2 separate regions of the Anser cygnoides genome follow, and region 1 is linked to region 2. A link is a contact called in public Hi-C data. All regions are on one chromosome and are shown on one strand. Each heading gives the region's core, a stretch centred on a gene start, on an enhancer-like site or on the middle of the called end of the contact. The rest is flanking DNA. Distances are from core to core; before and after follow the strand shown. Region 1 has its middle 8.7 kb from the start of PIK3R6. Region 2 overlaps NDEL1 (nudE neurodevelopment protein 1 like 1).

Evidence for each region. A called contact is a pair of places that touch in the nucleus more often than the background predicts.
Region 1: a Hi-C map of liver shows a contact between it and region 2, with 2.1 times the contacts expected there. The contact joins two enhancer-like sites. A contact is called at or near these places in 2 of 7 Hi-C or Micro-C datasets (both in liver).

The regions. Positions count from the first base shown.
Region 1 is chr19:2,099,612-2,102,847 of Taihu_goose_T2T_genome, forward strand. No RefSeq gene overlaps it. Among named protein-coding and RNA genes, the nearest start is that of PIK3R6, 8.7 kb to the left of the region's middle. Within about 2 kb of position 1,765, at least 2 of the 3 cell types and tissues checked have open chromatin away from gene starts, as enhancers often do. A contact at or near this core is called in liver, where this site is marked.
Region 2 is chr19:1,849,806-1,853,135 of Taihu_goose_T2T_genome, forward strand. NDEL1 (nudE neurodevelopment protein 1 like 1) reads left to right here. Exons shown (of 11, transcript XR_010825954.1): 6 at 1,750-1,923; 7 at 2,770-2,861. Among named protein-coding and RNA genes, the nearest start is that of NDEL1, 13 kb to the left of the region's middle. Within about 2 kb of position 1,721, at least 1 of the 3 cell types and tissues checked has open chromatin away from gene starts, as enhancers often do. A contact at or near this core is called in liver, where this site is marked.

The DNA of each region.
Region 1 (3,236 bases), core at 515-3,014, 250 kb after region 2:
CAGTTCTGCTCAGGACAAGTGCCTCTCCTGCTTTTCCTTCAGTGAGGAAGCAGAGACAGCAGGACAAACACCAGCATCCCTCCAGTTTCTGAAGGCTTCACCCCTCCCTGTCTGGGCGGTCTTTGGCCTGAGGGACTGGCACAACTACTGGAAGCATCGCGGTTGCACACAGGCTCGAGCCATATGATAAAGCACAGATGGCTCCTTACGATGGGCAGAAGTTGGCTTCCCACCAAAGATTAGCACATCCTTCCTTTTGTGATGGCTGTGAAGTTAAACAGAGGAGGACTCTCTGCCATGGCTCAGTCTCTCCCGTACCCAGATTGTTTGTGCCCCTTCCATTATGCCCCATCTCAGAGGAGCCACACACCTCTCGGTCACCCAGGCTGCAGCAGAGAGGGGTCCTGATGGTGCTCTTGTAGCATGCAGAGACAGGACACATCTCTTCCTTTATCCCTTGCCCAATCTCCTGTGGACTGGCTGCTGGAGATTGGGCAAAGCTGGAGCTACCCCGTCGCTTCCTGCTGATGGAAGTGCCCAGTGCACCATTAAAACTACCCATAAAAGAGCAGCAAAAATGTAAACACCTTTAGGATGACATTTCAGATGGGTTCCTGGGAAGGAAAACTCTCGATGGGCTGAATTTTTACAGTTTCTTCTAGGAGCCTCTCATAAAAGTGTCCTGTTCTCAGGTGGCTTAACCTGGCCCACAGTTGATGGTAAGTCAACACAGAAACCAACAACAGGAAAAAACATGCCATTATACAGGAAAAGCCCCAGTGATTCAGGGTCTTGTTTTTTCCCATGAGTCAGCAACTGGCCGGTACCCATGGGTGCAGAGGAGCAGAGCCCAATGGCCCACTCCTGGGAGGTAGGGCAGAGCCCATGGTCACCAGAGGTCTCCCAGTAGACATGAGAGCAGAGGACCCAGAGCCCTGGGACTCCTGACAGGTCCATCTACTGTTTTCTGATTACAGGAGCAATGTCTCAGCCTGCAGGCCACAGATCCCTCCTAGAAAGACGCTGCAACCATCAGAGCATGGGCAAGGTGCGCTGAGCCAACTCACATCTCAGCAGCAATGACAATGTTTGTACAACCTGCCAGGGTGCACGATCCCCAGCCACGCCAGGTCTGGACCTTTCCGTGAGCCATTCAGCTTCCTAAGCCAGCAGGAGACTGATTCAGCAAGAAGTGAATTCCTTCGGCCATGGGGTGAGCAGACACGAGCGCTGGTGCAGAAGAGGGGACGCGTCCAGAAGCAGGACCCGTCCTGGTGAGCATGGAGGGGGTCGGAGCGGCCCTGCCCATGCTCCTCTCCACGTGTGGGAACACCGGCTAAATACGCTGCATTGCGCTGGCCCATTGCTGCCTAGAACATTTCACACCGTCAGACCCTGCTTGGGTTCACCAAGGGCTGGGTAAACACCACAAAATATTCTTCATGCTTGTTTTGATTTGGATTTCAGTCGAGATGTGTTTGCTCTGGCTGCAACCCCTCAGCCTTCACGGGGCTTTCTGCAAGGGCTGCGGCAGAGGTGTCTGCAGAGAGGAGAGGGGACTACGGGGGCACAGAGGTGAACACTGGTGGAAGAAGGGTGTGGGACTGGCACAGAAAAGCCCACCCCATTTCTCACACTGTCAGCACTGACCGGTACAGGCCCATAGGCCCATGTAGGACTTGTGCTACGCCTGAACGTATGGCTCACTGTGCAGCTTTCCATTGGCAGCACACTGTTACTCTTCTCGAGTAAATTTTCCCTGCCAGGAAAACTGTTCCTCGTACAGGCACAGGGAGCCTTGTTAACTTTTAATTGATCATTAATTAGCGCAATAAGATAAGGACACTGGAGCAGCAGGCATTGCCAGGAGAGATAAACAGCCTCCTGCAGCCACCAGCGCTTCGCTTGCCCACCTTTGCTCTTGCTTGTCCTGAGCAAAGGTCTGTCCCGAGGCAAACAGTGAGTCAGTCACTGGCAGTGGCCAAAGTCCTTCAGAAATGAGTGAAATTTGCAGAAAACTTCCAATCTGTTCTACTTCACAACTGCCTGAAAGCACAAAGCCGAATCACGAGCACTAAAAACCACCTGCTCTGCCAGCCCAGGAGCTCGCAGCCCCAGAAGGGAACCAGGGCAGGGAGCTTGGCAGAAGACATGCCCTGGATTTTCTTCTGCTTCTCCTTTTTCCTCCGAAAAGTTGCTGAATTATCTTGAGAAACCCCTCTGGGTCAGGCAGACCCTCCCGCTGCCCAGGTCTCTCCCAGCGGAGGACGATGCCGGCCGTCACAAGAGGTTCAGGTGGCAGCGAGCCCAGCTCGGGGTGCAGGGCTGAGGGTAACTCGAGATGCAGGAGGGGACAGCGCTGCTGGGGCTGTGACCTCTAACTGAGGAGACAGCCTGGGCATGTTTATCCTCCCCCCACCTCCCCCCTGTAATGGCATGCAAGGACAGAGCTGCCAGGAAGCCTGACTCTGCTCTCCGCTATTTCTCCTTACAGCTGAGAGAGCAGGCGAGCACCTCTGACATACCTCCTTGTAAAAGAGCCCTTGGAAACATCCCAGTTCAGGCCCCACCACCCAAGTCCTGAGGTCCCTGTGGGTTTCCTCACCCCCTGTCATTCCCCAGCTGCTGGCCTCGTGCAGGGGACGCTGCAGATGCCACCCCTGGCATTGCACATTTGTCTACCAGGAAGCAAAAGTACAAGAGGAAGGTTTGCCCGGGCACTTCCAACAAACAACTCGATGAGCATGAGGAAGGGATTAGAGGTGCTGAGCTGCACACACCTATGGGCAAGTCCCCACACCCGGGCACCATGACCTGTGGCCACCCCGGTGCCTGGGCCGCTTCTGTCCTAGCTCACCAAGCCCAGACACAGGCTCTGGGTTCTGCAGGCAGCCCCGATCCTGAGCAGACCTCTGCTCACCTCCGATAGACCACGGGAGCTTTGCAAACAGACTTGTTGCCCAACGTGCCCGTAGAGCTAAGGAAAGTCAGGCTGAACCAACACAGTATTTTGGAACAAATGTATTTTTCCTTCACCCAGGATGCTTCAGGATACGACTGTCACAGTGTGGGAGCATTCCTGATGTCCTACAGCAATGTGTCCATTCAGACAACCTGCTGATGGCCTGCTTAGAGCACAGGAGGTGGTTTGATTGCCCACATCTGCCAAGAGGATGGCACCTGTGTTTTCCATTGTTCAGGGGCATATCTTAATCTGTGTAATAGTGGCTCCAACA
Region 2 (3,330 bases), core at 471-2,970:
TAAGCATTGGGATTTGCTTACTAACAGTATATTCTCTATTCTTTGTATGTCCACTGTAGCTAAAAAAAATCTGCATGTAGGGCCAAATTAATATCAGATTCGTTCAGGATTTTTAACCAAAGTGAGTAGACAAAAACTGTGTTCCACAGATCTAATGGAGTTGAGAACTGTGTTCCAAAAGATCCCACTGTCTGTGGTTTTGTGCCTTGTATAGGAAGGGAAAGTACAGGAGATGACAGGGAAATGCATGATTAATGGCGAACAACTATCTTTTTAAATTCTTTCTACTGTATACTTTCTAAATCTGTTGGAAATCACCTGGCTTATTAAAGATACTCCAGTAAAGACTGTGGTTAGACCTGTAGGATCAGAGATGTTTAAGATAGTCTTCTGGGTTATAATCAAGAGTTGGGAATTCCCTGGTGTGTTTCACATTGAGGACATGGGGGAAACTTTTTTTTATTGGTATTCTATTTTTTTAATGGTTGGGGAACACGACTTCTCTAATGGGGCAATCTGCTCATAAGCCTGCCATCGCAGTAGTTCAGTGTTTTTCAACGTTCATTCCAAAGTGAAGCGCTGTAAAACAATTCCTCAATGAAGACCACGATCTGACTGCAAGGCCATACACTTGACAATAGGCTGGGATTTTTTTGTTGGTGTTCTTTGTGAGCCTCTTTGAAGTAAGTTTGTGCCCCACAAATTGAAAGCCAGTATTGAAAACAGTTTTTTTTTATAATAAATGTGAGAAGGGAGATTAAGAATTTTCTGAAGATAAGTATGTATTGTAGTCTAGGGTTAGGGCAATAATACTGGAGAAAACAGCAAAACCTAGGGGATTATCTTCTAGAACATTGGAAGAATCGTCAAATGAGACGTCCTCTGTCTTGGATGAGTTCTTTGGAAATTTTTTAGCGTTTGTTGGAATAGCAAAGTTGCACGTTATTCCCATGTAAGCAAGCAGGAATGCTAGCCACTGAAAGAACAGATATGGTATCAAAATCAGATATAACATTTCTGATTGAACAGCCACAAATACTCTTCGAGGAATCCAAATCGGATTTCATTTCAGTTGTGCTGTTTCCCTCAAAATCTTTCCTAAAAATTCAGGATAACTTAAAAGCCATATTGTACAACAGACTTGATGATCCGTGTGGGTCACTTCCAGCTCAGAGTATTCTATGATTCTCTTTCGTTTGGACTGCTGGCTTCTTCAGCCTGCTCTTTCATTTGCTGAGGAGTCAAGAAACACTGGGTACAGCCCTTTGACTGTCTCTGGCTGGTGTGCAGTCCTGTGAATTATTAACTGGAAAAATAACATGAGGAATTAGAAACACAAGACTAGGTCATTAATCTGTTTTCCCAGCTTCTATTTGAGCAGGAGCTGAATGCAGTTCAGCAGGCATTTGTAACCAGCTAAGTATTTCGAAGCACGCTTTCCATGGAACCAACCTACAAGTGGGGAAGAATGCTGAGGTCAAGTCACCTGCTGTGCCCTCTGGGGTCACGCAGCTCTCTGGGCTGGGGGATCTCTGCTGCCTCTTTACATCCAGCTGTAATGGGAGGTGCTGGTATCGAGCTGTCTGATTTGAGACGGGGCTCTTTGCTGGAGAAAGCCAGCAACAGCGAATTAGTGTTTGGTTGTTGCAAAGTATTCCCCCTTCCCCTCTCAAAAAACGATTAGCATGTTAGAGAAATCTGTTGCTAATATAATGTGTGTGTTTTGTATTTTCCTTCTTCCAACTTCAGACTTACGGCAAGAGCTCGCGGTACGGGAAAGGCAACAAGAAGTCACCCGAAAGTCTGCACCTAGTTCTCCGACTCTAGACTGTGAAAAGATGGATTCAGCTGTCCAGGCGTCTCTCTCCTTGCCAGCTACACCTGTTGGAAAAGGATCAGAAAATAGTTTTCCTTCCCCAAAAGGTAGAATTCCTAGAAGCTGTGCCTAGTTGTTTGGGATTATGCTCTGCTTGTCAAAAATAGTTTCAGACCAGGTCCTTGTTAGTGAACTTTAAGTAAACATGTGGATCATGTGGTATATGATCCGCATGTTTAAGTAAACGTGGTACATGTGGATCCAACGGGCATTACATAAATGTAATTTAAAAATTACATTTTTAAATCGTGGGCCAGCATCAGGCCTACTTACTGAGTATCATGAGCAAATCTTACGGAAAAGAAAGATTCAGAAGCTGAGCTATTGCTTTGGGGTGGTGGGGATTGTACGCTGCAGTAGAGCACGTTTGGGGTTGCAGGGCAGTGCAGTGACTGATATTTCAGCTTAAGTGCAGGGTAGCAGTGGTGGGTAGATGGTGGGTAGTAATTGTGACAGTCTAGACTGCCTTTGTTACCACAGTTGCTTTCAGGGGTGCTGTTTTCTCTGTGAGGCAGCAGGATGTTAGTCCAGTCCTCTTCCCATCTGGAAGGCTCTGGACAATCACAAGGATTAAGACATTTATTTTCTAAATTAGAGTAGATTCCAGGGGAAGCTCTGGTTGCATTAGATAGATTGCAGGCAGAAGCCTTGCAGATGGGGAGTGCATGAACTCTGCATGTAGGTCTAATGGAAAAGGAGGCAGTGGACAGGAATTAAGCTTTTTATTCTTTCCGTGGCTAGTGATTGTGCAGCCTGTGTTACTGTGGAGTAACAGTATGAAGAGCCTGCAGTAGGATTTTGGATTTACCCTTTGATACTGAAGTTATTTAAAAAATTGAACTGTGGAGGAGCAAGTCACATAGCAACTCACGTAATAAAATGTTTGTTTGCAGCTATTCCAAACGGATTTGGTACCAGCCCTCTTACTCCTTCAGCTAGAATATCTGCACTCAACATTGTGGGAGATCTCTTACGGAAAGTGGGGGTGAGTGCTCTGTCCTGAAGTGTCTCTAGTTCTGTGCTGCTGTCACTGAGCTCTCATCCTTGTAAGCAAATTATAGAGGGCTGTGGCCCAGGTTGAGTTCATGCCGTAGTTTCCAATGTGTCTCTTCCAAATCATCCACATCTAGTGTTTAGTATGTAATAATATATTTTTTTTTTAAATCTTGATTTGTAGAGCAGGTTGCTGAAGTTCTGATGCCAGCTTTGTTGATGAAATTCATACTTGGAGTAAAAACAATCTTCAAGCCTTTTGGTACATGGGGCTAGACATCACTGGGCACTTGTGCATATTTCAAATGAGTCCCGCAGCTTTCTCTGTAATGAGACCAGGACTCAGAACTGAACCTTAGACTTGGGGTGCCCATTGCATAGTTGTTTTATGTCACAGCAGGTGAGCTGAAATCGGACTGTCAGTGTTTCTTCTTGTGCCTGAGGAGATCTGCAAGTGTTGC